4 separate regions of the Mus musculus genome follow, and all the other regions are linked to region 2. The links are chromatin contacts, called in public HiChIP or PLAC-seq and promoter capture Hi-C maps. All regions are on one chromosome and are shown on one strand. Each heading gives the region's core, a stretch centred on a gene start, on an enhancer-like site or on the middle of the called end of the contact. The rest is flanking DNA. Distances are from core to core; before and after follow the strand shown.

What was found. Promoter capture Hi-C pulls out the DNA fragments that hold promoters and counts their contacts. HiChIP or PLAC-seq counts read pairs in DNA pulled down with a chosen protein or histone mark.
Region 1: a promoter capture Hi-C map of liver shows a contact between it and region 2, with 4 times the contacts expected there. The contact joins the promoter of Casp3 here to the promoter of Wwc2 in region 2. A contact is called at or near these places in 4 of 39 promoter capture datasets (the 3T3-L1 cell line, liver and pre-B cells), 1 of 484 Hi-C or Micro-C datasets (pre-B cells) and 2 of 9 other capture datasets (adipose tissue and liver).
Region 3: a contact with region 2 is called in a FOXA1 HiChIP or PLAC-seq map of pancreatic cancer cells. The contact joins the promoter of Ankrd37 here to the promoter of Wwc2 in region 2. A contact is called at or near these places in 2 of 39 promoter capture datasets (liver and pre-B cells), 2 of 115 datasets of contacts at active chromatin or transcription factors (astrocytes and pancreatic cancer cells) and 1 of 9 other capture datasets (adipose tissue).
Region 4: a promoter capture Hi-C map of pre-B cells shows a contact between it and region 2, with 5 times the contacts expected there. The contact joins the promoter of Snx25 here to the promoter of Wwc2 in region 2. A contact is called at or near these places in 2 of 39 promoter capture datasets (liver and pre-B cells), 1 of 484 Hi-C or Micro-C datasets (embryonic stem cells) and 2 of 9 other capture datasets (adipose tissue and liver).

The regions. Positions count from the first base shown.
Region 1 is chr8:46,612,809-46,619,993 of GRCm38.p6, reverse strand. Casp3 (caspase 3) reads right to left here and starts at 2,703. Exons shown (of 7, transcript NM_001284409.1): 1 at 2,493-2,703. It overlaps Primpol (primase and polymerase (DNA-directed)), which reads left to right and starts at 2,767. Exons shown (of 15, transcript NM_001001184.2): 1 at 2,767-2,860.
Region 2 is chr8:47,985,029-47,992,053 of GRCm38.p6, reverse strand. It overlaps Wwc2 (WW, C2 and coiled-coil domain containing 2), which reads left to right and starts at 1,510. Exons shown (of 23, transcript NM_133791.5): 1 at 1,510-1,988. The coding sequence starts at 1,858.
Region 3 is chr8:45,998,346-46,004,917 of GRCm38.p6, reverse strand. It overlaps Ankrd37 (ankyrin repeat domain 37), which reads left to right and starts at 5,068. Exons shown (of 5, transcript NM_001039562.1): 1 at 5,068-5,301; 2 at 5,515-5,667; 3 at 6,430-6,521. The coding sequence starts at 5,275.
Region 4 is chr8:46,150,908-46,158,328 of GRCm38.p6, reverse strand. Snx25 (sorting nexin 25) reads left to right here and starts at 5,888. Exons shown (of 19, transcript NM_001372342.1): 1 at 5,888-6,547. The coding sequence starts at 6,173.

The DNA.
Region 1 (7,185 bases), core at 1,454-3,953, 1.4 Mb after region 2:
CTACCCCTATCCAGAGCTGTTATGTATGTTCACTGGCATTTAAAAACAGCAGCAAGGTAGACATTAAGCAGTCCATGTTCTGTTCTTACTAGATAATTTCATTGTACTTTAGCAGAATGAAGACCCTCCCCAGGTAATATTGAAGGCCAAAACAAAGAGACCAGAACAAGGACTATTATGTAGAATGTCACACATACTATTTCATCTGATCTTTACACAACCCTCTGAGCAATATAGATTATGCTTTATTTATGAAGAAGCTGGTAGGCCCCGGGCTCCTGGCCTCAGACAGTCAGATGATGATGATGGAATACCCTTTCCTCTCCAAACTTTTTTTAATCTGTTAAATGACTATATATAAAACAGTACTCAAGAATGTAAGAATTTCCACATCGTATTCTACCTCTATCACTGGGGTAGAACTTTAATATTATCTAACACGAAGATCAGAACTAATGCAATGTGTTTGAAGAAAAGACTGTGTTGTAACTTTAGAAAGCGCATGAAGTGAATGTGTTGCTAGGTTTGAAACCATAGAGTGGCCCTGGACCCGCTTCTATCAGATAAAGATACAGAATTCCTACTTAAAACAGCAGGAGGCAGAACCTTTCTGCAGGACCACAAAAGCAACCTGATTTAATTAGGTGCAGGATTTCACTTGTTACTTTGTAGCAGTTCGATGGCTACATTTCAATAAACTTCCACTCACTAAAAAAACACCTTCTCACTTTCCAAAAGCCTTAGTCTACTGGACAGCAAAACAAAGCCATTCTTTAAAGCTTCAACACCAGGTTGTCACAGGGTTCTACACTCCATACTTAGGGCTCCTGCCTGTGGCCACCATTAACATATCCAAAGTAACTTCCCAAAGGCTGGCCAAACCCCCAGCTTAGCATCTCCTCTGCTATTGTGTATACTCTTACTGTAACGATGGCCCCACATTTCCCACCCACCCCAATGGGTTGAGTAGTCACTTGTGGAAAAAAAAAAGCCAGTAAGGAAGGGAGCCAAGCTAAAGTTCGAGCCTACTGTTGTTTGCTCACAGTTCGGTAGGCAAACAATAAACAAGCAAAAGTAGAGGATATGACACGGCTGCTTTCAGGAAATGCCTGCCGCAAAGGGAGGAATGGGAAGATTCAGCTAGGAATTGCTAACTAAGGGAAACCTCCGTAGCAGCTCCTGTTCATAAGCTAATGTCTCAGGGGGAGAAAAGGTGAGCCAGTGGACTCAGAGGGCTGGAAAGAAAACCCGAAAAGGACACAGTATCCAATATTGCCTGGAGAGCTTCTTCATTCTGCTAAAAAGGGGGGGGGGCGGGGGGAGACAGCCAAGACCCAGGGTTTGGCTTCGCTAACCCGGTTTAGAGGATACGGTTTTACACTTAAGCCTTCAGGGTAAACATGAACATCTAGAAAACTGTTTTTGTTCGTGTCTTAAAGAGAGCACTGGAGAGGGGTCTTGGGCGGGAGACAGAGACCTGCAAGGAGGCTGCTTCAGTTCCCTGAGGTGGGCACAAGTCTGGCAGACACGTAGAAAGTCCACAAGACTCCGAAGAGGGGCCAGGTACAAATCTGTCAGACTCGTAGGTCTACAAGGCTCGGGGACTAACGGCGGAAGAAGTTGGGTCCACAAGAGGTGCCTGAGAAGGACGTTTCCTGGGTGACTCAACGGAGAATGAGGTAAAGACCCTGCTGTTCAAGTCGAACTTCACAGACTAATTAATAAGCGCGAAGAAGGGACAGTAACCGAGCATGGCTCAAGAGATGTCAATGCAAGCTCCTACAGTGACTTTGACCAACAAAGGAATGAGCTGGAGTATTCAAGGAGTAATGCTTAAAATCAGCTCTCCGCAAGAACCAAAAATCACAGTGCACTGGAGAAAACTAAAGGTGGAGATCAAATGCTCTTGTAACAGAGGGAGGCTGGGTCACTTAGAGCCGCCACAAGGTCAGCATCAGCCTAGCTTCCAGGCCCCAGGGCAGAACTTCCCCTATCCATCCTCTGCTACCGAGTCCACACCTCGGCCTGCAGATCCAGGATCCCGCCACCTCCCGCCACTCGGCTTCCAGGTTCACCCCCACACTATGGCCTCACCCCCTCCCGCCCCTGAAGCTCTGTACCCCGGGCGATCTCCAGATACCCCCCTGACTCCGCCTTTAAGCCTCAGCGCGGCCCGTGTGCCATGCTCGAGGGGTCTGAACCCGCTCCGGCTCACCCAGGTTTAGGGACACCGCACCGGCTCACCCAGGTTTAGGGACACCGGTTTGGCCTCCCGGGTCTGGGTTCTCAGCTCGGGATCGCGCTCCCGGCGCTGTTTCCAGCTTCTCTGCCTTCAGTGTTTGCCTGAGCAAGCCTGGAGGCAACACAAAGGATCCTCCGCCCAGATTGCCCGTTTCCCCCGCCTCCTCCAAGGAGCTGCAGACCCGCCAAAAGAGCGCCAGCTCCGGGGGACAACACAGGCCTTCGAAGGCGCGAGAGCAGCAGACACTCACCGTACCGTTCCAAGCTCCCCGCCGCAGGACACTGCGCTTTGATCCCACCAGCACCAACACTGCAACTGCAGCAGCAGCAGCAGCAACAGCAGACTACCGCCGGTCACGCCCCACGCCACGCCCCTTCTCTACCTCCCCGCCCCATCCCCCCTCACACACCCCCCAACACCTCATCTCGCACACGCCAGTCGCGATTGGTGGTTTCAGCCCCGACTGAGCCCCGTCTCGTAGCGCAGGCCCCGCCCACCCAGGGCAAGCCTAGGGCCCCGCCCCCTCCGGCTCCGCCCCCTCGCGCGGGTTTCAAGCTCTGGTTCCCGCCATCTCTGGCTCCGCCAGCTGCCGCCTCCGGCCGACTTGCGCCACTTGAGGTAAATTTTAGAGAGGTCTTTCGGCCACGCCTGATTCCGGGGGCGCCAAGATGGGCGTCTAGGGAGGCGCCTCTGCCAGTCAGAACTCTGGCAGGAGAAAATAGAGCTGTGCCCCGCACTCGGTAATTCTACTTCCTCTCAATTGCACCGAGGCCTTTCTTCACTTCCGTCCACCTCTTGCTCCCTCAGTGAGAGGTCCTGACTACCTTACTGAAATCTCTGACTGGTTTACGTCCTATTTCATTCAGACTCTGACTCTGGGAAGTGGGTTTTGTTTTGTTTTGTTTTTGCATAATATACGAAAACACGAGCACAGCGATCAGCATCGAATTTCAGGGGCCCAGAATATTCTTAAGGACAAATGTACTCCAGAGAGCAGCCTCTTGCCTTCACCGCCTTTGCTTCGTTGGATGTAAGGGACTGACGTACACGTAGCCACACAGATGTCTACCGTTCGTTGCGTGTGGAATTCAAGCTCTTGCATTTCCATAATACATTTTTTATTTTTTCCAGTTCCATCAAAGGCTTTAAAAGGATAAGTGGACGGGCAGTGGTGGTGCACGCCTTTAATCCCAGCACTTGGGAGGCAGAGGCAGGTAGATTTCTGAGTTCGAGGCCAGCCTGGTCTACAGAGTGAGTTCCAGGACAGCCAGGGCTACACAGAGAAACCCTGTCTTGGGGGGGAAAAAAAAAGAAAGAAAAAGATAAGTGGTTTGCTCTCATGAAGAGCCATAGTGGTTAAATGTAGATTCCAGAAACAAATTGATCTATCATTATCCCTCCCAAAGTAAGTTAGAATCAGCCATTTTCTGTTGGACTTTAGCAGTAGGATGCATTCAACCCTCGCAGTGCATCGTGGAGGCTGTAGTTCACAAGGAAGGGTCTAATTGAGAAACCCCTTGTGCCCGGACCCCTCCCTGTGCTAAACGTTCTTAACAAAGTGATACCTTAGATAAGGTATCCTCAGCAGTTTCCTGCCGTTAATGTTGACTTCATCTAGAGAAGTTCGTTAGAGCAAAACATCTGGAGGTGATAGTTTTCATCTAAGCCCTGTAATTTCTCCTCACTGTGGGGACTCAGAGGGACCTGAAGCCGCCCTGTAAATGGGGACCCAGAGGGACCTGAAGCCGTTCTGGGCCTCAAGAGAGAAAGAATTCATGAAAAGCAATGTGACTGCTTTCCAGGAGCTGGAGTAAGATGGCTTTCTGAAGTGATCTAAAAGCGGGGCGTGGTCACTCTCTTCCATTTGGCGAGAAAACTGAACTAGAAGTATAATAGGTAAACGTTTTAGGGCCTACATCTGCAAGAAGACTTAGCCTTCATAAGCTAAATTACTATAGCAATTACATGATAAGTTAATCATTTGTAAAAATGGTGTGAAGGTCATTTATCTGGTAGAGTTTTGCTCTTTGGGGTGGGAGACCAGGGAGGAGGAAAAGAACCAACACCTGAAACAGTATACTGTTATAGGGTTTCTTATCCCTCCTACTAGTTTTAGGGATATTTAAAAAATGACTTCTGGGGCTGGAGAGATGGCTCAGCAGTTAAGAACACTGACTGTTCTTCCAGAGGTCCTGAGTTCAATTCCCAGCAACCACATGGTGGCTCACAACCATCTGTAAAGGGACCCAGTGTCCTCTTCTGGTGTCTCTGAAGAGAGGGACAGTATGCTTGCATACATAAAATAAATAAATAAATCTTAAAAAAAAATACACCTTCTGATTCTAGGCAGTAAATAAGTGGGACAGAAGAAATTCAGTCTTTTATATTTAATTTCTTAAGTTGTTACACATTCTAGAAAGTAAGCTTATATAGTAATATGTTTGTAAGTAAACCTTAATAGCGTACTTTAAGATGACTACTTAAAGATGAATACTTAAGTCGTAGATATTGTATAGAGGGATTATAGAGTGCATTTAAAAGGTGGTGAAGGATTGGTTGGGTAGTTAAGAAAGAGCTCTTGCTCTTCCAACTCAGGTGGCTCATGCCACTTGTAACTCTAGCTCTAGAGGACCCAGCACCCTCTTCTGACTTTCAAGAACACAATCCACATTTACACAAATACACGCAGATAAATAAAGTATAACAAGCGTTCATAAATGATAGCATATTAAGAAGATGTTGGGATAATATAATAATAATAATATTAAGAGCTTGGGAGATGGCTCAGTTGGTAAAGTACTGTCTGGATAACCATGAAAACCTGAGCTTGCATCCCCAGCACCCATGTAAAACACCTGGTGTTATGGGAAGGTAGAGACCATGGGATCCCTGGAGCTTGCTGGCAGCTGGCCTAGCCCGATGGATGAGCTCCAGGGTTAGTGAAAGATCCCGTGTTAAGAAATAAGGTGGAGCCGGGTGTGGTGACACATGGCTTTAGTCCCAGCACTCGGGAGGCAGAGGCAGGCAGATTTCTGAATTCGAGGCCAGCCTGGTCTACAGAGTGAGTTCCAGGACAGCCAGGGCTACACAGAGAAACCCTGTCTCAAACAAACAACAACAACAACAAACAAAAACAGAGGGATTGAGGAAGATACCCACCATTTTTTTGGCCCACATGCACACTCATGCACAAAAGTGCACGTGTAACATATGCATGTGAACGCAGGCACATAAACATGTGTATATACACACAAAATATTGTTGAGGATTTTAAAATAAAAGAACATCACAAAAAATGGAACTATGATATTTCCAGTAAACACAATACTGATGAATTTAATCTCAGGGTTGAGGGAGAGGTTGGAGTAGCGGTTAATTGCTAATTATATAAGAAACTATGGTATGTGTAGTGGCACATGCCTAAAATCCCAGCACTTGAGAGGCTGAAGCAGCTTGAGGCTAGCCTGGGCAACCATAAAAACCTCTTATCTCATAAATGAATGAATGAATGAATGAATAAATAAATAAATGGAAGTGAGAAACCTAGCCTGGGCAACCATAAAAACCTCTTATCTCATAAATGAATGAATGAATGAATGAATGAATGAATAAATAAATAAGTAAATAAATAAACAAATGGAAGTGAGAAACCAGGAACCCTGCTAAAGGAAGCCTCAGGATTCCTTTACACCTGTATTAGTCAGACTTCTCATTGTGACAGAGTGAGTGCCTGGCAGAATAGCTTAATGCATGAAGTATTTATTTGGGCTTTAAAGTTGTCAGTCCATCTCGCTTGGGAGGACAGGATGGAGCAGCAGTTTACATCGTGGCAGCCAGAAAACAGTACTGCCTCAGACTGAGCCCCACTTCCTACCTTCCACCGTCTCTTGGTAGTACCACCATAGGATGAATCCATCAAGGGATCCATGAAGAGGAGCTCAGAGTCCACGTCATCTAATTGCCTTTGAAGTTACCACTGACCAACACCTCCTCTTCCCAAGGGTGTGCTTTACAAGTGTGGCATCCAGGCAAGTGGACAGTGTTGCTATCACAGTGTGAGTGACTGGTGACTACAGAGCAGCTGTGTAAGGGCATCCTCCACCCACCCCCTCCCCCAGTCAAGTTGCTCTGGGAACCAGGCCATCCACAGCCCTTAATAGACAAGTCTAGACCTAAGCTCAGGGAACTTGGTCAGCTTTCCACTTCCATTCCGATTTCCCGTCTCCCACTAATTACTGTCAGATGACTAATCCTCTGTTGTAACTCCAGCACTTCCAGCTGTAGGATTGTAGCGAGCCAGCGTGGTTAAATACTGCTTTGGTGCAGAAATGGGTGGTAGAGTTCCTTCAGCCTTTGCTTTAAACTAGTACAAGTGTTTTCCTTTGGAACTTGTAAATCATTACCAAAAATAGACAGGGTAGAAAAGCAGCTTTGGCATAAAATTATTTAAGAGAACAACTGTACTCTTTCCACACCAGGAATTAAAAATATTTCTAATATGGTGTCATATTCTCCCAGAGACTCGGGATGGGGAATATGATAGTCCCAAGCCAGGAGGCCAGATGCTTTCTCCTCCATTTTCTTTGCTTTTCTTATTCAGCTCTCCTGCTCACATAGTCCAAGCCCCAGTTGTTGTCTGACGCGCCAGCTGTCATCCATTTCTAACTGAAAATAATCCAGGGATGCTAAGCATTGCTTTCCCCTCTGGTTTCCTCAGCAGTGCAGCCTCAGCCAGCTTTGCATTATGTCGCCAAGGCTTGCATGGGTTGCATGTTCCTGCAGTCATACCAGGTTGTTTTATAACTGTGTGTGTGTATGTGTGTGTGTGTGTGTGTGTGTGTGAGAGAGAGAGAGAGAGAGAGAGAGATTTTAGTTTCACTAACTGTGAGCATGTACAAACCATTCTTAGTTATTGTTTTGAGTCTATGATTCAGATATAATTG
Region 2 (7,025 bases), core at 261-2,760:
CCCCTTTCCTTTTTTTAAAACCCCCTTCAAGGCACGTGGAGTCCCCTTCTGGAAGCTTGATTCAGAGCTTGGTTCTTACTGTCTAGTTCTATTCACAACTTCAGCAAATGCCCAGGCACAGAAAATGTCCTGCCCAATGCTAGGTCCTGAAGTTATTACATTGGCAGGTCTGGTTAAGGGAATTCAGACCAAGAGGTGAAGGATTGAGCTCTGGGGCCTTTCTTCCTAAAATCTGCCATTTCAAAAGCATCTGCTTAGAGGCCTGGGAGAATATTGACAAGGTTGGCAATGCACAGCAGGCTGTAAAGGTTGAGGACGAAAGGCTATTTCTCAGACTGAGGACAAGGGACACTGCAAGCTTAGTGTCTTGACTCTGCCAAGGCTTTGTCGTCTTAGGAGTCTGACATCCGGCTCCTACCCAGGGCCGATCAGCACTTAATAGCTAAATAAATAAATGTTTGTGAGAGATCTACACCTCATACCAGATGGACCCTTGATCAAGCAAAGTGTGGCCACTGACTCCCGCCTTGGCCCCCTTCCGAGTGATTATTAACCCCTTCTGCCACCCCACCCCCCACCCCCGGTCCGGGACTGGGGTGGAGAACTTCCCGGGACAGAGAGTTGGAAGGAAGGGACTGGATAGTGGACGCAGCCATGTCCCTTGGATTTAAACCCAGAAGGGGACGCCAGATGCACAGGGCCCTGACCCCGCCAGTGCAGCCCCCTGACCCGGCGGGGCAGCACCGGTGATTCGGACCCCTAGGGCCCGCGCGGGGCTGACTGGCGGCGACAGTGGCGGGGTGGCCCTGTCGCTTCTAAGGATCAGGCCGGAGTTGCCCCGTGGGCCACTGGGGCGGACATGTCGCAGCTCTCATGGATAGGGACCCGCCTTTACTTTGCTCCCTTAGGCCCGCGAGGCCCTGGTGAGGTCACCGAGGGCCAGACTGAGCAGAAGGCTCGGGGGCGCCGCGGCCCCGGACACGCCCCGGACACACTCCCAGCGCTTTTTGCACACTTCCCCACCGCCGGGAACAGCCAAGGCACGGGGCGCGGCGTGGGGGGGGGGGGGTGGGGGGGGTGGGGGCGTTCTGTGCCCTTACTGTTTGTTGGGACTTCTTCCCAGGACAGCATTCCCCACCCTTTCCTCTCGAAAGTCTTGTGGTTTCCCTAGAAGACGGAAAGAGGTTGAGAAGGTTGCAGACTTTTTTTTCTTTGGCTTCTTTTTCCATCCAGAAAGCCCTCTAAATCCCCAAAGGGTCTGGCGGAGAGGGGACATCTCGGGCTGCAGAGGAGGGAGCGAGCTGTGCATTCCTCCGCCCTACCGCCTCCCACCTGGCCTCGTCGCTCCCCTCCCCCGCCCGGGCTCAGCCCCGCGTCCCGCCGCGGCCGCCCCGGCAGCTGCAGGGTTAAGCTCAGGAATGTGGCGGCGAGGAATGTGCATGCAGATGAGGCGGGCGCGGGGCGGGCCGGGGGCGGAGCGCATGCTAATCGCATGCAAATGAGCAGGCCAGTCGCCGCCGGGCCGTTGCTCCGCGGAGCTTCCCGGATCCGAGCCCAGACGGCGTCGGCCGGGGCAGCCTGGGCGCCGCGACCCTCGGCGGCCACAGGGGGACGGGGAGGAGGAGGAAGAGGCGGAGGCAGCGGCGGCAAGGAGGAGGAGGAGGGCTCGCTCGTCTGTTCCGACGCAGACATGGTGGACTGATCTCCGGCAGGGCTGAGAGCAGGGATCCCCGAGGCTTCCCCGCGCGTAGCTCGCCGTGCCCCTCGCCCCGCACGCCCCTCGCCGGCACCCGCGTTCCCGCCGCGCCCCGCGCCCGGTCCCTATGGAGGCGCCGCTCGCCGGCGAGGCCGCCGACCATGCCTAGGAGGGCCGGGAGCGGGCAGCTGCCGCTACCCCGGGGCTGGGAGGAGGCCAGGGACTACGACGGCAAGGTTTTCTACATCGACCACAACACCAGGAGGACCAGCTGGATCGACCCCCGGGACAGGTGGGTGGCCGGGCCCCGGCCGGGTGCGGGGACCCGCCTCGGGAAGTGCTGCGGTGGCTGTTGTCTGGGAGACCTGGAGGGCGCCGGGGGCGTGGGGCGTCGCCGGCCCTGCACCCCCCGAGGGGCTCCGGGGTAGGCGCGGGACGGTCGGCCTAGGCGCGGCTGTATCTGCCCGCCAGGCGCCCCTTCTTGGGCCCCATTGCCCACTGCCTTCCCCACACCCCTCGGGGACTTGTAGACACTCCCTGTCCCAAGGGAAGGGCCGGATTGGTGCCCTGGGTTGGCACCCTGAGTCCAGTTAGCCGGCTCAGGGTGTGTGTGTGTGGGTACTTGACCCCTCTCTAGACCTCCTGTGTGCTGTTTAAAGTTGGTCAGATGGAGGGAGAGGGCACCTTTCGACCTCTGAGGCACGCTGAGCTCGGGGCCTCCCGGAGGCCTAAGTGATGGTGAATTACTAGTCATCTGGGCCACCTGTGGCATCTCTCCTGCCTTACATACCTAGCTCCTGGGCACTGACTGCAAGCTTTTCCTAGGGCGCACCCCGAACCATGTCCTAGGGTCTGAACGTGGAGAGAGGGTCCCACTCCTGGCTCGACCTTCGTAGCTTTGCCCCTAAGATTAAAAAAACAAACCACTGTTTTGGAGTTTTGCTTCTAACCGTGGTTCCTCACCTGGAAACCTGGTCAGATTTTCCTTGTGAAGTGGCACGGAGACTGGAAGGGAACCTTGACCACAGCTGTGGGTAGCCCAGACTTGAAGCTTAGCCTAGTTTTTGCACAGCGATATAAGCATTTTGTTCTTACCTGGAGAGCTGAATGAAGCAAACAAGAGATCTAAGAAGTTCAGGAGCTGAACATTGGTGGACTGCTCACCAATGTTCTTTCTGTTTCTCACTCAACTCTCTCTTTGCTTTTAGAAGGAACACTTAGAATTAAAGTTGTTAGAGGGTGTGGACGGTCTCACACATCTGTCCAAACTCAGCACTTGTGAGGTGGAAGGAGAATCAGGAGTTCAAGGCTAGTTTGGGTTATTCGAAATCCTGTCTCAAAAAGAAAAAAAAAAAAAAAAAAAGGAATGTAGGGTGCATTTTTTTTTTTTTTTGTAAAATTTGAAATCTGTCCATTAAGGAGGTATTTTTGTTTTTTTATATTTTTCTAGACTGCCTCATACTGTATTGTAGCTCAGGCTAGCTGGCTTGGAACTCATTATGTAACACTGGCTGCTCCCAAACTCACAGCAATCCCCCTGCCTCAGCCTCTCCTCCGTGCAGGAATTACAGGTGCCAGCCACCACACCGGATGAGGAGTAGGGATTAGGGCCTCTGTGTAAATTCAAGTAGCATCTCTTCAGGGATGCCCCTGCCATTTGCAGTTTTAGCATTTCTAGAAAGTTCTATAGGCTTTTTATGCAATGTGATCTGAGGGGCTGTAGTCTTTTCTGGAGCTTTTCCTGCTAAGTCCCCCCCCCCCAGCTTGAAACACACTCTTCTATTTGATATTCCCAATCACTCATTTCCTACAACTATTGTAGTTGAAAGCTATTAAAAAGCAGTTATAAGAAAGTCCTGAACGACATAAATTTATGGAGCAATCCTTGTTAAATTATCCATGAAGATAGGGTTTAGGTTTCCCTCGAGATGAGGAAAGGCACCTGTGCCCGGGCCCCACCTCCGCACACCGCCCGGGCGGGCCATTGCTGGCTGGATGAAGGTTCTGACAGGAGTCACACCTCCATAGTCTCCCCAGGCAGATTGGCTGTCATAAACTTCATCATGCTCCAAGCCTGTTACTTATACGGTTGCACTTTGAAACTACTTAACGGATAGTAAACGTCGGTGTGGACGGTGTGCAAGGAACAGTGGTTTGTAGGGCACCTGTATAAATATTTGACTTTTACAGTTGTGCTGCAGTTCTGCGGATACTTGGAGTCTCAGGTTCACGGCGGTGTAAAAGCTTACGCTTTCTAAGCATTTTACAGCCTCTCCTGCCTCTGCTCATGGGCTTCGATATGTCATCCCGTTTGTCTACCAGAGAGGGTTATAAGACTATGCAAAGGCTGGGTGAGGCAAACAGAAGTTACAGGACTTGGCTTATCTGTATCACTGCCTTTTTATACAAGCCAGATGTGCCGTTTGTTTCAAACTGGAATGGACTGGCAGGTACTATGAATGCTGGTTTACCAAGTCCTGTGTTGGGGACCAACAGTTTTGACTAAGATGAATTCTTCTTCTTCTTCGAATTTTCCTTGTAGGCCTTTCAGTACTTGATAAACGTATGAATTATTAGAAAGATTTCTGAGCTTCTGTATGAGAACTTTAGAAGCTATCCTGTGACGTCAGCCACTGTGATATGTCAGTTTAAATTATGTTTTCTCTCAGTGCAGCTAAGCGACAGTAAGTCTTCCTACACAGCGTTAGAACTGATTGGAGAAGGTATTTGGAGTAACTACTAACTCCTGTTAATTTTGCTACACAGCCAACATATGGAAAGAGAGATTTCCCCAGGCCTGTAGGGCATGGGTGCAATCTGCGTGATCAGATTGCAAATCCTGAAAGCATAAGGGAAAATGACCCCAGGATGCTCTGGGTCTGCGGCAGTGGCGGTGGTGGATCTTTAAAGCCACTTGGTTAAAATGGTCAGAAAGATTCACCCATTCGCTGTTGTTCCCTTTCTTCCATGAAGAGTGAGTGTTTTGCTTCTGATAGTTCATCAGGAGTCAGCTAGTATTTCTGGTTGGACAGAGAGTTATGTTGAGTGAATGGGAGGAGGCTGGAGGATTCTGTGGTGCTATCATAATTGCATTAAAGGAGTAGTGGTACTAATTAGAGCAGGGGATCAGCCGCGTTTTCAGACATGTTAGGCTGTTGGAGTCAGGTCACATGGTGCAGACTTTGCCTGGGTGTATCACAGTGCTCAGCTGGGTTTCTGAATCAACTCTAAAATGTGGGTGGTACCACTCCCTCATACAATGTTTTTAACTTGAAATTAGGACCCAAATAGTACTATTTGCTTTGGTAACAATTTTTTTAAATTTTCATTTAATTTACAAAAAAAAAAAAAAAAATGTGTGTATGGGGCCTGCCTGCTCCATGCCTGTATAGTCCTCAGAGGCCAGAGGAGGGCATTGGGTTGCCCTGGGGTTGGAGTTGCAGATGACTGAGAGCTGCCATGTGGCTGCTGGTCCTTGTGGCCCCTGGGAAAGGATTGTGTGACCCCCAAAGAGGTCTTCACCCGTAGGTTGAGAGCTGTGGCTCTGGACCGTGTGCCTGGTGCCCTCCCCTCCTACTTGCTCGCTGTGAAGACTCATTGACCACACCACTTGGTGTTTACGGTGTTACGGTGGCCAAATGTGCTGGGGTTTGGAAATATTTGATTCAACACAGGAGAAAGGAGAAAGGGCAGGAAGGGTTGGGGCTTGGAGTAGAGGGCGAAGTGAACAGGCAAGGCTCTTCTGCATCCTTCTCATCTGTGCGCTGGATGCTAGCCAGAGATGCCACTTTTTTTGTCCACTGAAGCTTACAGGTTGCCACATAAAGGAATTCTGGGTTAAGACTGATGGACCCTCCTCTGCAGCTTATGACTAGGGTGGGATACAGAGCAGCCTGCGGCTTGGAGTTGAAAAGAGACTTGTATGGTGGTGGGTGAAGGAAGGAAGGAGGAAGGAGCGCCCAGTAAGCGCATCTTTGACAGACTCGTGTCTTTCCACACTCAGTTGCTGGCAACTGATTCGGGAACCCCGAATCTTCTTTCCTTTCAAATTTGAAAAGTAAATGGACCAACCCACTGCTAATGTGTAAATTTTGAAAATCCAAATTGCATCACTGTCTTAATGGGTCCTTTGTGTGTGGTGGATGCGAACCGAGTGTTGGTTAGGTCAGTCAAAGGCTAAACTCAACAAGAGAGCGTAAGTTGAGCTACTCTCCTATTTTAGTTTTATTGGGATTTCAAAAAAAAAAAAAATTATACCCTGAGCTACCAACAACCGGAGATAATCAATTTTCCAGTTGAACTAGAAATAATGAGAGAAGCAAGCTGCTACATTTTGAAGAATAATATAAATACGTGAATTACTTAGAACAGCAGAACCAAAACAAACAGAAACAAGAACCCCACCGCCATGCCACTCAGCTCTGATCTCCAGAATGATACCACCACGGTCATGGCTGCTGGGGGTGGTTCCTTCCAGAGGGTCACCATCTGCTGCCAGGTGACACGGGGCAGCCGCTGAGTGGGAGTGGCGTCGGAGCCTGTGTCTGGTTTTTAATGACTCGGGGAAGTGTTTAACTTAAACCTAACTATGATGTCTCCCAAGAATAACCCTAGAAATATTGTTGTTCTGAGCACCACTGTGCTCGCTGGAGCGGGCAGGGCACTAATAGCTGCTTGCTTGGTACACTTGAATGACTAAGGTTTCTTCTATGACTTTAAGGGTCTGTAGTCTGCAGTTTAATTTTGCTACAAGATTCAGGACAATGGTTGGTTTTTCAAGAAAGACTGTTATTTATAAACAGGCTATTTGTTTTGAGCTGCAAATTGCTAAGTTGTCAGCTCCAGTCAGCCATTGTGACATGTGGTCTCCCAAGCAAGCTGTATTTAAATTTAATGAGAGGAAGCCTGGTGCATTGCAAAGTGTGGAAGCTGCCTGCAGGCCCTGCTCAGCCCTGTAAATGGCACTTGCTTCCTTTTCTGGGTGAAATCCTATAGAAAAGGAGGCATTCTCTGTGTAGGGGTGTGACCAGCTTCATCTTGCTCCAGTGGGAGTTGGGGACATGGCAGGAAACAGCTACTGCCCTGATGTGTGGGTTACCTCACAAAGACTTTACATCTGTGTGCTGGTACTGTACACATGATTGAGGTTGGTTGACTGACTTTCATTAGATTTGGACTTAATTCTTTATCCGCTTTTGAAATAGAAAAAATTACCACATCCCTCAATATGTGGGACAAGAAAGAACAATGTAAAGGCACAGGGTGTAGGTGGAAAAACTGAAAACTGATGGAACCGTAAATGCAAAGTGTTTTTTACCATCTTGACTGT
Region 3 (6,572 bases), core at 3,819-6,318, 2.0 Mb after region 2:
AAACAATTCTTTGTTTCCCGACTTTTCCCTGTTAAGTGCTGTATCATCATTTGATCCTCGGGATTTGTAAGTAAATTTTCAGGAAGGGTAGGCAGTAATGGAGTGAAGATTTGAATCTAACTATGTGTCTCTAAACAAATGATAGCCGCCAGTATGTAATGCTATGACTGTGATGTAATTACTTCTATAATAATAATAATAATAAAAAACTTTCAACATTCTAAATACTTGAGTGACTTTTTTTCCCAAGAACGCTCTACTTTTCAATTCCTTTGAGCAAGTAACAGAATTTCAGCAAGGTTTAAAAACGGCTAGATATAAAAAATTTCTGTGCATAACTGCAATGATTTTTTTTTTGCAAAAGTCCAAGTTTCTCAGAAATACACACTGTCAATTATACTTGGATAGGATAATTTAATGATTAAAAGGTTTATTGCTAGGCCTATAGGTTCATGCTTCTAATCCCAGCGTTCAGAAAGCAAGGGTAGGTGATCTCAAGGGATCTAAATAAAGGGGGTCTGTCACAAAAAAGCAAAACCCAAGAACAAATAAACCAAAATCAGATGTATTAGATGATTTGGGAAATCACGTTAAAGGTTGGAAATCCAACGGCTTACTTTAAAACTGTCTATTACTTAAAGTGCCCAGAAAATATACTGAGTACATACTTTGAGCAGACTTCTCTTTGTGTCACCCATTGCACTGCTTTTCATTTGGTTTAGCTATTATTTGACTACTAAGATCAGCATTTATTTTCCTCCTCTTAGGAAAGGTTAATTCAAATGGGATGCTAATATTTCAACATATTTGAGTTTTTAATAAGAGAATGTTTCAAGTTAAGTTAAACAAATTGTATTTCAACTATATGAATATTTTATTTAAAAATTTTCACAATGTATGTGTGTGTGTGTGTGTACGTGTGTGCACACACATGCACACTGTGTACATGTGTTTGAAGGTCAGAGGACAAGTTGCTTGAGCAGTTTCTCTCTTTCTACCATGTAGAGCTCAAGGTTGTTTGGCTGGGTAGCAAGCACCTTTACAGACTGAGCCACCTCACTGACCTTTTATGTCCCATGGATGAAAGAGATAGGATGTATTAAAACTGCAGTAGATGTCCTCTGATATAGTAATGGGACTGAGAGTTGGTTAAACAAGGAAAAAAGTAGAGATTAACCAAAAAACCATAAGCACATGTATTGGCTAGTTTTGTGTCAACTTGACACAGCTGGAGTTATCACAGAGAAAGGAGCTTCAGTTGGGGAAATGCCTCCATGAGATCCAACTGTCAGGCATTTTCTCAATTAGTGATCAAGGGGGAAAGGCCCCTTGTGGGTGGTGCCATCTCTGGGCTGGTAGTCCTGGTTCTATAAGAGAACAGGCTGAGCAAGCCAGGGGAAGCAAGCCAGTAAAGAACATCCCTCCATGGCCTCTGCATCAGCTCCTGCTCCCTGACCTGACCTGCTTGAGTTCTAGTCCTGACTTCTTTCAGTGATGATGTAAGCTGAATAAACCCTTTCCTCCCCAACTTGCTTCTTGGTCATGATGTTTTGTCCAGGAATAGAAACCCTGACTAAGACAAGCACACCAGCTACATATTAACTTACAACACGTACAACTATTATACTCCACTTTTTTCTTGTATGCTGAAACAATTTAAGTAGCGGTGAGCTGTGAGAGTTTATAATTGTCTCTTTCTTCTTTAAGTCATGGGCTGATGTATGAATAGGTTGCTTTAAAAGAAGTATGACTTTTGAAATGCCCATGAAAAACACTAGTGTAGAATGATGTTCCCTATTATTTGCTTATTTGTGTATACATGTTCATGTGGGTAGTTGCAAGTGTACATATGCGCATGTGAGTGGTTTGAATGACAATGGCCACATAGGCTCATATATTTGATTACTTGGTCCCCAGTTGGTTGGCCTCTCTCTCTCTCTCTCTTCCTCTTTCTCTCTCTCTTTCCTGAATAAAGATATACACTCACAGCTACTGCTCCAGAGCTATGCCTGTCTGCCTACTGCCATGCTTCCTGCTATGATGGTCATGGATTGTAACCCTCTGAAACTATAAGCCCCCAATAAACTTTTTCTTCTTTAAGTTGCCTTGGTCATGTTGTTGCTTCACAGCAATAGAAAAGTAGGACAGTGTGTATATGAAAGACAGAGGTCAGCTTTGGGTGTCTTCTTCAATTCTGTCTTATTTTTTCTTTATTCTTGAGAATTTCATCCATGCATTCAACGGAAGTGATCATATTCAACTTCTCCCTAACCTCCCTCACATGTCCCCTCCCAACATCATGTCATTGTCTTCTTCTAAATAATATACTAAATCCGATCAGTGTTATCTATGTATGCGTGGGCGTGGATCCATCTGCTGAATCACAGGAAACTTAATTAGGGGCCATACCATCAAAATTAAAAAAAAAAAAAAAGATTCCCTCTTCGGTATTTATAAACTGCTAATAGCTTGTCAACAAGGGGTGGGGCCTGAAGAGAACTCCCCCTCCCCAAGTTTATATTGGAATATTGCTTGGTTTGATCTAGTGCAGCTAAGTCCAGCAGATGTGAGCCCATGCGGTGATACCCAGACTCTGCTCAGAAGTCAGCATCGCACAGAACTCCTTGCCATCCTCCTGCTGATCCTATTTTCTAACACTTCTTTGCCACCATCCCCAGAGCCTCAGCGGAGGTGGTGGTAAGGAGTAGATGAAGAAGTCTTGTTATGGGTGAGTGAGCACTCTGTAAACTCCAAGACGACTTGGGTTATTACAGGAAAACCGCAATTAAAGAAGTCTCCGAAACAACGTAAGCTATTGCCATTGCCAAAGTACATGGTAAAACCCTCTTGCTGAAGACACCATACCCCATGGCTTTAGGGCAGAGAGACACCAATCTCAAAGCGACTGGGAAATTGCCTCCTGCTATCTAGTTTTCACAGAGCCAGAAGGTGCAGTGCAGTCTGTTGAGTGGGGAAAGACATGAGAGCTTTTACCTAGTGCTGGACTCCACATATGACAATACAAACCTGGCCAAGCAACAAGTGCCCACTACTGCAACAGGGGCACAACTGTCATGGGGTAACTGCTTTCTGATTGGACTTTAAGCTGGCTCCTCAGGAGAGAATATCATATTTGGTACTGTAATCCTGGTCGAGAGCCCATGGATGGGGAAGTCATAGATAGGTCTTAAGGTAGAAGTCACCATTGTTATTTTTCTAGATGGCTAGGTTTTCAAATAGCTGTGTGTGTGTGTGTGTGTGTGTGTGTGTGTGTGTGTGTGTGTGTCAGGATCAGACTGCAAGTCTCGGGGATTCTCCTATGTTCACCCCCTCCAGCTTTGGAATGACAGGTGCAGGTAGCTGTCCTTGTTTTGTTATTCATGTGGGAGCTGAAGACTGAACTCAGGTTAGTATGCAAATTACATTACAATCTTAGAAATGGTCAAATTATACACATCTGAGAGAACTGTATTAAAATCAGATTATCAGGTTTGATTTGCACCTGTTGTACACACCTATATAACTAGAGTTAAATACAATTTTTTTTTTTTCAGGCACTGAGGAGCCATGAGTGAAAAAAGTTTTAAGAAGCCCTGTTCTAGGGAACAGCCTAAGATTGTGGACCACCACAATGAGCAGTGTGCCTTATTAAAGAATTATATTGGTTAGTGAAAATTAATGGGTGAGAATTTTGTGACTTGTTGGGAAAACTGTGACTATGATAAACTTGCTGTTCTTTAAAACCATACTGGTTCAGATATCTTCTGTTACAACTATTGAAAAAGAATCCTCATTAAAACGGGAAGCCAAATATTTAAATAAAACTTCCTTAGGAGCTAAGATTTACAGGAAGAAGCACAACATAGACTATTTTAAGCGACACGGTCTTCTGTGTCAAGTAAACTCTACATGTTATTTGATGTCTAACCAGCTGTTAATAGTTTCTTACCTCTATGTTTCACCTGCTACCATTAACTTTAACTACAGTCAGAAGTCAACAGGGTTCATGAAAAGGAATTCAAACTTTGCAGTTATTACATTGTCATGAATTTTACCAGTAATGCCATGTTTGTTTTAAAATCTCACCCTAAATTATTGTTTCTTTTGGTCTGCTTCTCAGACTTTACTGACTTCAAGGCTTTGAGTAGTAGTATCCTGGGAAGAGTCCTTTTGTTCCTCAGGCTTATCTGATGCTCTAATTTGGGTTCTGGGTTTTGATGAAGCCCTTCTCATGTCCTAGCGCAGGGGTTCATGCTGTCAGCAGATCACATCACTAACATTAAATCACTTGGCTGCTTTCTTCACGGTAATCTTTTGTTCTTTCCTTTCCGTATTCTTATTATTCCTAATAACCGGAGTGAGGGCCATCCCCTTGGCAAACTCCTTGTATTTACTAGCTATTGCCGGAACCAGGACGGGTTTCGGACCCTCAGGGGACGTGTGACAATGGGTGGCTTATTTCACAGGAATTGCCACCTTGCTCACAAAGGCAACACTGACTGATAGGTAATTCACTGGGTTTGGGAGAGCATCTCCTATGGTAAACCCTCCGTCACAGTCTCATCGACATGCCCTCTAACGCCCCACCGCTGCATCCCCTTCCAAAGCATCCTGCGGCGCGCGCGGCGGCGGAGGACGTGGGGCAGGAGGAAGCACCTTCGGACCAAGCTGGAGGTGGAGGACGCGGGGCCTGCGGGGGTGGATGGGTGTGGGCTACTTCTGCTTCCCTCTTTTCCGGGCTACGTGCGTGCTCTCAGTCACAAAGCCATGCACCGGCGATTGCGGCTTCTCCAGAGGGCTAAAAGGGCTTGACTCCACCCAGCAGTACGTGCCTAGCTCGGCTCGCATCATGGCCGCCGCCAAAGCGCAAAGGCCAGGCCTTCCACCCTCTTCGCCCACCACCTTCACTGCGCACGCGTGCTGCGGCCGCCTGGGCTTCGCTCCCAACAGGGCGGACCCAGGGGGAGGTCGGCCTGGCCAATCAGCTGGCAGGCCGCGCAGCAGGCTCCGCCCCCTCCTCTTTTGCTTGGGGTTCCAGGCTGCACATGTCAGTGTTTGGGTACGTGAGGCCGCAGCGGGGCTGGGGACATCGCGCTGGGCAGAACCAGGCCGTGGGAACGCTCCCAGGCTGGGGAGCGGCGGGGAGGAGCCGCGGCCCTGCAGGTTCCCGAGAGCTTTAAATTCTCCCGAACTGGGGCAGTCCCTTGCATTCTTACCGGCCAGTGTTGCCTCTCTGAACTCCCGGGGACACTTGTCATCTGCTTTAGGTGGGCGATGCTGTTGCTTAGTTGCAACTTGGAGGTGAGACTCTCGCCCCTTTAAGTCCTGCAGGCTAGATCTCCCAGAGGTCTGTGTGTCTTAGGAGCTCTAACAAACGTGACAGTGACAAACTGCTGGGTTACCAAGTCAAACCTTGTCAGATCTTGTTTTCTTTTTTTTTCCGTGGAGGGGTGGATTTTCAGCTCAGAGGGCTCGAGCGGGACAGGACAGTGACAAGCTGTTCTTTTCCTGCAGGAGGATGACCTTAAGAGTTTGCTGGAGACAGGAGCATCAGTGAACGCACCTCCGGATCCCCAGGAGCAGTCGCCTGCTCACCTAGCTGCAGGTGGCGGCCTTGCGTGCTTTCTTCTCTGGCAGCTGCAAACAGGTGCTGACCTCAACCAACAGGTAACTAGGTAACCGATTGTTGCTATGTACAACCCTCTCCTCCACCCAGTGTCTGCACGGACATTTCCTAGATGTCCGTTTCAGTTGGTATAAACAGGCATATAGGAATTTCCAGGAGAAAAATACATACTGCAAGATGGTAACTTGGAACTTTTTAGTATCCACATTAATAAAACAAAAACAAGCCATGGGATTTCTTTTAATAATCTAATCCCAAATACTCTTTCAGTATGTAATTATATCAGCAATGATTTATGTGTATTTTATTTTGCTCTTGTACCACGGTTCCCAATTCAGTGTGTATTTTACTTTTATGGCATAGCTCAGTGAAGTCGAACCACATTTCAAATATATATATATAGCATGTATTTACTGTACTTTTAAAAGTACTTGCTATTGTCCAAGTTCCAGTCAACCAGGAAATAGTATGTGGGAAACATGCCCACCATCAATTCTTCCAGTAGTCTTCATCTTCATTAGAGTGTGACGAAGTTTTTAATTGTAAACCTTTGGCTTCTATAGAACTCTATAGTGTGCTGGCATTCCCTTAATTTTTTAATGTGTGCAAATATGATGGCATGTTTTTATTAATGGAAACTTTGTATTAGCACAGCAAGAGAACTTCATGAAAAATACAATTAGTGGAATAATCCAGTTGTTACAAGGTAGTTTTCACTGGCTCCCTCAAATAGCTGGTATTACTTTGCCCACTGGCTTCTACAGAATGTTAGGGAGACCCTAATGTGCAGTCTTGTCTTACAGGATGTCTTGGGAGAAACTCCACTCCACAAGGCAGCAAAGGTTGGAAGCCTGGACTGCCTGAGCCTCCTTGTGGCCAGTGATGTCCAGATTGGGTGAGTCTGAAATCAGTGGTCTGAGGCTTTGTGGTTTCTTGGATTAAATTA
Region 4 (7,421 bases), core at 4,639-7,138, 1.8 Mb after region 2:
GCAGCACACTACCAGAAGTTGTTTGGTGCATTTCTCTAAGGAGACCCAACAAATGCAGCTCAACTACACGATGTAAGGTGGACCAATTAGCCAAGATGCCTTCATCACGTGTCCTTTCACATGCTTGCTTTAGCAGAACATCCTCTCACCTGTGTCTGCTTCAGCAAAATGTTCCTTCAGGAGTCGGCCTTAGTTCTCCACCTGTGTACACTTCAGGAAAACATTCCTTCATGCCCCAGCAAAACACCTTTCAACACAACACAAGACTCTCCAAAGAGCCCTTAAGTTTCCACTTCATGTCTTCTCCCCTTTCTTGAGGCAGGGTTTCATGGAGCTCAGGCTGTCTTCAAACTCACTGAGGATGGCCTTGAACTCCTGATCTTCCTCTTCTAATTCTAGGATTTCAGGCTTGCCCCACTACACCTGATTCATAGCGCCTTAAAAATTTTTAACCTTTATTATATTTATTTATTTATTTATTTATAGCCCTGGGTGTCCTGGAACTCACTCTGTAGACCAGGCTGGCCTCAAACTCAGAAAACTGCCTGCCTCTGCCTCCCAAGTGCTGGGATTAAAGGTGTGCGCCACTACTGCCCGGCTTTAACCTTTATTTTTATTTTATGTGTGTGGGTATTTTGCCTGGGTGCAGTGCCCAAGGAAGCCAGAAGAATGTGTTGAATTCCCTGGAACGTGAGTTACAGATGCCAGGTGGTATTGGAAATCTCATCCTGGACCTCTGGAAGAGCAGCCAGAACTCTTAACTGATGAGCCATCTCTATAGCTTTTTAAGAGACGCTAACATCACCCATACAGGCTGTGCCAATGCCCTTCCTGTAGTCACACCTTCCAATAGCTAATCACTGGTAATTGGATTTCAGCATAGGTTTTTGGAAGGAGACTTCAAACATCCAGACCATGGTGATCAATTTCTCTCTGTCCTCAAACAAATGTAGTGAAGTAGCACATAGAACATTCAAAAGTTTAACCCATATGCATTATTGGGATCATGAGATATCAAAGTCTTAATAACTTGTCAATTACTAATATTGGATATTAAAGGCCAGTTGAGTTTACAGTTATTTTTAGGTTTTATAACTTGAAATATTAGTGATTTAGCAAGAATTAAATTATATGGCTAGGATAGACTTCACAACTGGCAAACATAGATATCACCTATCTGTGTCCTCTGATGCCATCCTCAATAGGAAAGGACAGATGATAAGGATTATAGATGGGAACTAATATATTTTTAGTAACAAGTCACTAGACTCTACTGATCTGGATGATCTGATGATCCACCAAAAATTGATTAATGTATTTATTCAGCCAAATTGTGGTAGGTCATTGAAAGACTAAACAGATGAGTTATACTTACTAATAAACACACATCATGTATGGGGCAGGGGTGTGGGTGGTGGGATGGCTCAGGGGTAAGAATATTTGTATCTCTTCCAGAAGTCCTGAATTCAGTTCCCAGAACCCACATCTGGTGGTTTACAATGCCTTTATCTCCCTCCAGCTCCATGGGATCCAATGTCTCTTCTAGCCACTTAGAGTACTTCACAAAAACATAAACATTAAACGAAAAAAATCCCCACCCCCACCCCCACCCCCACACATGCACACTGCTCCTTGTTTTCTCCTGAGGGTATCAAAGGGGGAAAATACAAAAACAGCAAAAGCTATATACAAACAAACAAAGTTCAAATTTCAATCCCCAATACTGTCATGTGGAGTAGCCTAAGCTAATCTCTTGGAGGGTAGGAAGACAGTGCCTTTTGTGCTATGTGCCAGCTGGCTCCCTGTCCACTGGAGACCCAGACAGGAAGAGCAGAACTTGCACCTGAGCCTAGCCCATACCTGACATGTCTGACCTGTACTCCGCATTCATAGATGACTTATGCGGAGGTAGTTCATTATGCAAAGGCGAGTGACGTCATAGTCTCTGGATTTCAGTTTTAGGATAGACCTTTGACAACTATTTGTCCTGGTATGCACTGATTTCACTTTCAGTAATTTAAAATCTGTTTCTTTTTTAAAGATTAATGACTTTGGATAATTTTTCTTTTTTTCTTTTATTTAAAATAGATTCCTTTCTCCCATAATATATCCTGATTATGGTTTTCCTTCCCTCTACTCCTCCCAGGTCTTCCCCACCTTCCCTCCCATCTGGGTCCATTCCCTTTTGGTCTCCCAGTTGAAAAGAAGAGACTTCTAAGAGACAATAATAAAATACAACATAATCAAATATAATAAGACAAAAACTATCACATCAAAGTTGGGTAAGAGAAGGAAAAGAGCCCAACAGAAGGCACAAGAATCAAAGACCCATTCATTTGCTCATCAGGAATCCCATTAAAGTAGAAGCCATAATATATGTGCAGAGGACCTGGTGCAGACTCATGCAGGCCCTGTGCATGCCGCCTCAGTCTCTGTGAGTTCATATGAGCTCTGCTCATGTTGATTTAGAGGGCCTTGCTTTCTTGCAGTCCTCCATCCTGTCTGCTCTTACATTCTTTCTGGCTCCTCTTCTGAGGGAGTTCCCTGGGTTCTGAGAGGAGGGGTTTGATAGAGACATCCCATTTAGGCTGACTGTTCCAAAATCTCTCTGACTTTGCATAAGCTTTCAATATGAACATTTTTACTTACAAATATGGAACACCACTCACTATAATTTACATATGTTCTGAAATTGCATTGAGAGGTTCACCATCGTGTAAACATTGCCAATACATTCTTAGACAAAGACGAGTGATGTCCACCTGCTTTGTCTGGCATTTAAAAACGGCCATTTCTTCCTTATCTTCATTGGGAGTTCAGTCAGAAGCCACTCATTCCCACTTACATTTCTACAAGATGGTAAAGATTGCCTTAGGGCCTGTCAGAATGCACTAACAAAAATATATACGTGAGATTACTTTCATTTTTAATAGATTTTTAAAAAATTTATTATGACAGTACACTGTAGCTGTCTTCAGACACACCAGAAGAGGGCATCAGATCCCATTACAGATGGTTGTGAGCCACTATGCGAACTCAGAATCTCTGGAAGAGCAGTCAGTGCTCTTAACCGCTGAGCCATCTCTTAAGCGCCCAAGACATTATTTTTTAATTTTCTCTTTCAGCCCTTAAAGCTGATGGGACATGGGGGTTAGAGAGGTGGCTCAGCAGTCCAGAGCATTTGTTGCTTTTACAGATGACCCAGATTTGGTGCCCAGCACCTACACTGGGTGGCTTAAGTTCCCGGAGACTCGATGGCCTCCTCTGAACTCTGGCCTCGTGGCCACATACCAAGTGTACACACCTCCACTCAGGTCCACACACATACACATAAAATATATATAATAAACCTTCTCAAAGGAACTGTTAGGACCCTACAGTGACTACAGGAAAGGGATATTCCAACTCAGATTTAAGGGACTCCAGTTACAATGAGGCACTGATTTTGTGCCTCATTTTCTTCAATGCTTTCTGAGGTCAGTCACGCCCTTCTATCCCTTGGTGTTGCCTCACATCAGTGATCCTCCTGCCATACACACCAGAGCTGGCCTAGCAGTAAGAGAGTGTGTGCTCTGAGGCAGTTGTCAGACTGTGGGTGTGCACATCTCCAGCCCTGCATTACTCTTGGGAACCATACTTACTTCAGTTACAGAGTTGGCCTGCAGTAAACCTTAGGCCAGTTTCCCCTTGCTAATTACACTCACTCCGTTCATGCCAGGGCAACAAGTGTGCTTCTGTTCTCACAGAGCAACAACACTGGACATTCTAGAGCACGGCACACTGGTCTTAGACTCATGGGCTTATGAAACCCTGTTTTTGCTCCTTTGGAATGTGAAATGATAAAGCCATTGAGTTCTTCAGAAATGCTGTGGTACAGAAGTTAAGTGTTGAAACTGAAGGGAGTCTTATGTGGAGAGACACCAAATCCTAGTTCCAAGGTCTACTAGCTTTGCGATTGAGTCAAGTTCCTCTAGTGCCTCTATTTCTCCATCTGTCATCAGGCTCGACAGTATCTGTTGGGGTGGAGATGAAATGTCTAGAGCTTTTCTCTGTAATCACATTTGGTATGAGAAACTCATTATCTTCCTACGTTTTCTTAGCCCATATAAAAGAATGTGATGTTCTGTGAACACCAACTAATATTAAAAAGCGACAAGCTTGGGGTGGGAGAGATAGCTCCGTGGTGAAGAGCACTCAGTGGTCTTACAGCGGAGTCAGGTTCAGTTCCCAGCATCCACATGGTCACGCATAGCTGTTCCTACCTACAGTTCTGGGGACCCCATGTTCGTTTCTTGCTGAGAGCACCACATGCACACGGCACACAAACAAACACAGGCAAGCAAAGCGCTCGCATAAAATAAAATTTAAAAATCTTTTTAGAAATCCTTTTAGAAACATGAGAAACATACTTGTCTTTAAATAGTTATAAAAATAATTCACTTAAATACTACATTCTATTAGAATTAAATTTTAGGTATGCTTTTTAAATCTATGACTTCGTCTCCCACTTGAAATCCATATGCCATTGGGGAAATTTATTATGAAGACCTGGAATGAATACATGGGTGGATTGTTAATGTATACCTGTACCTTTTCTTGAATAATAACTTTTTTGTGTAATACTTTGTTTTAAGCAAGCAAGTAAGCAAGCACTTTATTCATGAGTATTGTGACTTTTTTCCTTTTTTTTGATGAAATGGCACAATACTTATTACAGATGGAACAACCCCTTTACAGAAAAAAACAAAACAAAACCAAAAACCCAGTGTAGCCACAATATATAACACTGCATTGTAACACCTATGTTACTTGTCTGCTACTCGGAGGGCACTACCCATCACCATATTAGCGAACACTGCAAACCTAGGCTGCACACCTTTGATTCCAGCACTCTGAAAGCAGAGGCAAGTAGATCTCTGGGGGGGTCCAGACTAGCCTGGTCCACATAGTGAGTTTCAGGATAGCCAGGTTTACACAGAGAGACCCTGTCACAAAACAAAATAGTACAAGTTAAAGAACCTGGACTTCTTCATCTCAGTGTCATGGGGGTGCTAGCTCCTTATCTGTCAAGCTTCTCTTATTTTCTTATTTCATTTTTTTTTTTTTTTTTGTCTTCTCTACTCTATCTCCTCTCCCAGTGTCTTCAGAAATCCTTCATTTCCATCATCCCTCTAAGACAGTCAACACCCTTTATGGGCTTTGGCAGCTCTGTTACAGTATTGAGCAGCATTTGGACATCTTTCATCTCAGCAAACATCGTCTGTAGACTACCGGCTGCAGTCAAGAGAGGAAAGGAAAATATGTTCTCTCAAAATTCTTTGAACCAGTTTCTTTTGCGTGGGTAACAGCTTTTGTACCGAGTAGTTGTTGGCAACAAAAACACAAAATCGGAGCCAAATCGATTGTGGCAGCTATGTACACTCTCTGGCACTGGGGAGTCTTTCCATAAGTAAGTGGGAACCACAGGCTTCGCTTGACTCCTCCAGGTTTGTCTTAGTCCCCTACCCTTGGGCAGTGGAGTGGGGTCCGTTGGAAGAAAGTAGTAAAAGAGAGGATCAGGGACAGTACGAGGTTAATCAGAGAGCTAGAGAACAAGGCTGGCGTCTGGTATGGGGCTGTAGGCAAGGCGAGGAGCGGAGAGACGAAAATAAGGGGGTACCTGAGCGGAGCTCAACGCAGGCTTCTGACACCTGCAGCAAAATTTTCCACGAACAGACGCGGTCCCCGGGGGGCGGGGGCGGGGCTCGGGAAGTAGCGGGGTCCACTGCGATTGGTCGCGCCCCTTTCCGGCCGCCCCCGCCCCGGGTGGGCGGGGCGACCCCGCCCCACTGTCACTCAGCCGCAGGTCCCGCCCCCGCCCCCGCGCGTCTCGAGCCCTTGGGGTTTCAGTCCCCCTCGCGGTCCCGCTACCTGGGCGCGCCCGGTCGGCGGGCAGCTGCGGGCCCGGCGCGGGGCGGCGGCACCGAGGCGGGAGGGGGGGCGCGGCGGTGTCTGTTGGAGCGGTTCCCGCTCAGGGCCGCCGGCGAGGGCATGAGCGCGGGCTGCCCTTGCCTCGCGAGCGGCGGCGGGAGCGGCGAGGCGGCGGGGCGCCGCGCACAGGCCACGGCCCGGGGCGGCGCCGGGGGGCTGCGGGCCGGGAGATGAGCCTGTCGCCAGCGGCCCAGGAAGCAGCATGCACCGCGATGCCACCGACAGCAGCGGCGCCCGCCGCGGCCCCACGTCCGCCGCAGACGCCTGCCGCGCTGCCCGGGGCTCCGCGGACCGGCCGCGGACGGCGGACGGCCCGGGCTGGGGCTGGCGGGGGCCCGCGGCCGTGGCCGCCCTGGCAGTGCTGGCGCTGTGCTGCCTGGTCCCAGGCTGGGGACCGGCGGCGGGCACGGGGCCGGGCGCCGTGCTGCTGCGCCTCAGCCTGTACCTGAGCTGCGCCGCGGCCGCCTTGCTGCTGGGGACACTGGTCTCGCTCGTCTGCTGGAGCCCGCGCGCCCAGCCGCCGGACTTCGTCTCTTCCTGGAGCCGGCTGGCGGCGACCGTCCGCTGTCCGCTGCGGGTGAGTACCGGTCTCGACTGCCTCGCGTGCCCGCGGCCTCGTGCGCGCGCAGACCCCGGGGGGCTCCGGCCGGGTGGCCCTCCGGCAGCCGAAGCCCGCGGAAGACTGGGCTGCGCGGGCTTGGTCACGCGCGCCGTTTTAGGCGCTGTAGTTAACTCATCCACCATCCTCTGCACAGAGAGATCCATCCAGGCGGGTCTCCGATGTTGAAGTGCAGTTGGTGAGTGCCGAGAAAAATCCGCTTACAGCACCCACGGGAGGCAGGCTTCGCATTCATCACTGATGCTCCTGTTTGGTTCTTCGATCTGTAGTGGTTGGGAGATAACTTTATGACGGCTTACAGAAGAGAAAACTTGGTTAGGTCACCCAGTCCGAGGGAGCTCACTCAATGGGCCCCGTGTACTTCATACCTGTAAGGTCCTGTCTTCCACCATGTTGGTTAAGTTGTCATGCAGCTCAGGTGGATGTCTATTTGAGGGGGTTGAGGGGGTGGCATGCTCACCAGGAACCACTGTCGTTTGTTAAGAGGAAAAGCTGTCCTCAGGCAGGTGTAGGACATCAGGGTTGTGGTTATGTTGCGGAACGTAGGAAAGAACTGGATTTTCAACGTGCTTTGCCCTCCTTCCTACCAACCCTGTTTGCCTTAAATCAAACTTTACCTCCAGTCTGTTTATAATAACCCTTTAAAAGGACCTTCATTTTACCGGACTTGGCTGATTGATATCTTCATAAAACTAAAATTGCCCGAGATCTTGGGAGCCAGAGCAATGGCAGTGGCTCAACTTCATAAAAACGTTTGTTAGAGTGACTGCTGTCCCCAGAGTTTCTATTTGCTTATGGCATGAACCGTTTATTACTTTCTGGAAGAGCTTCC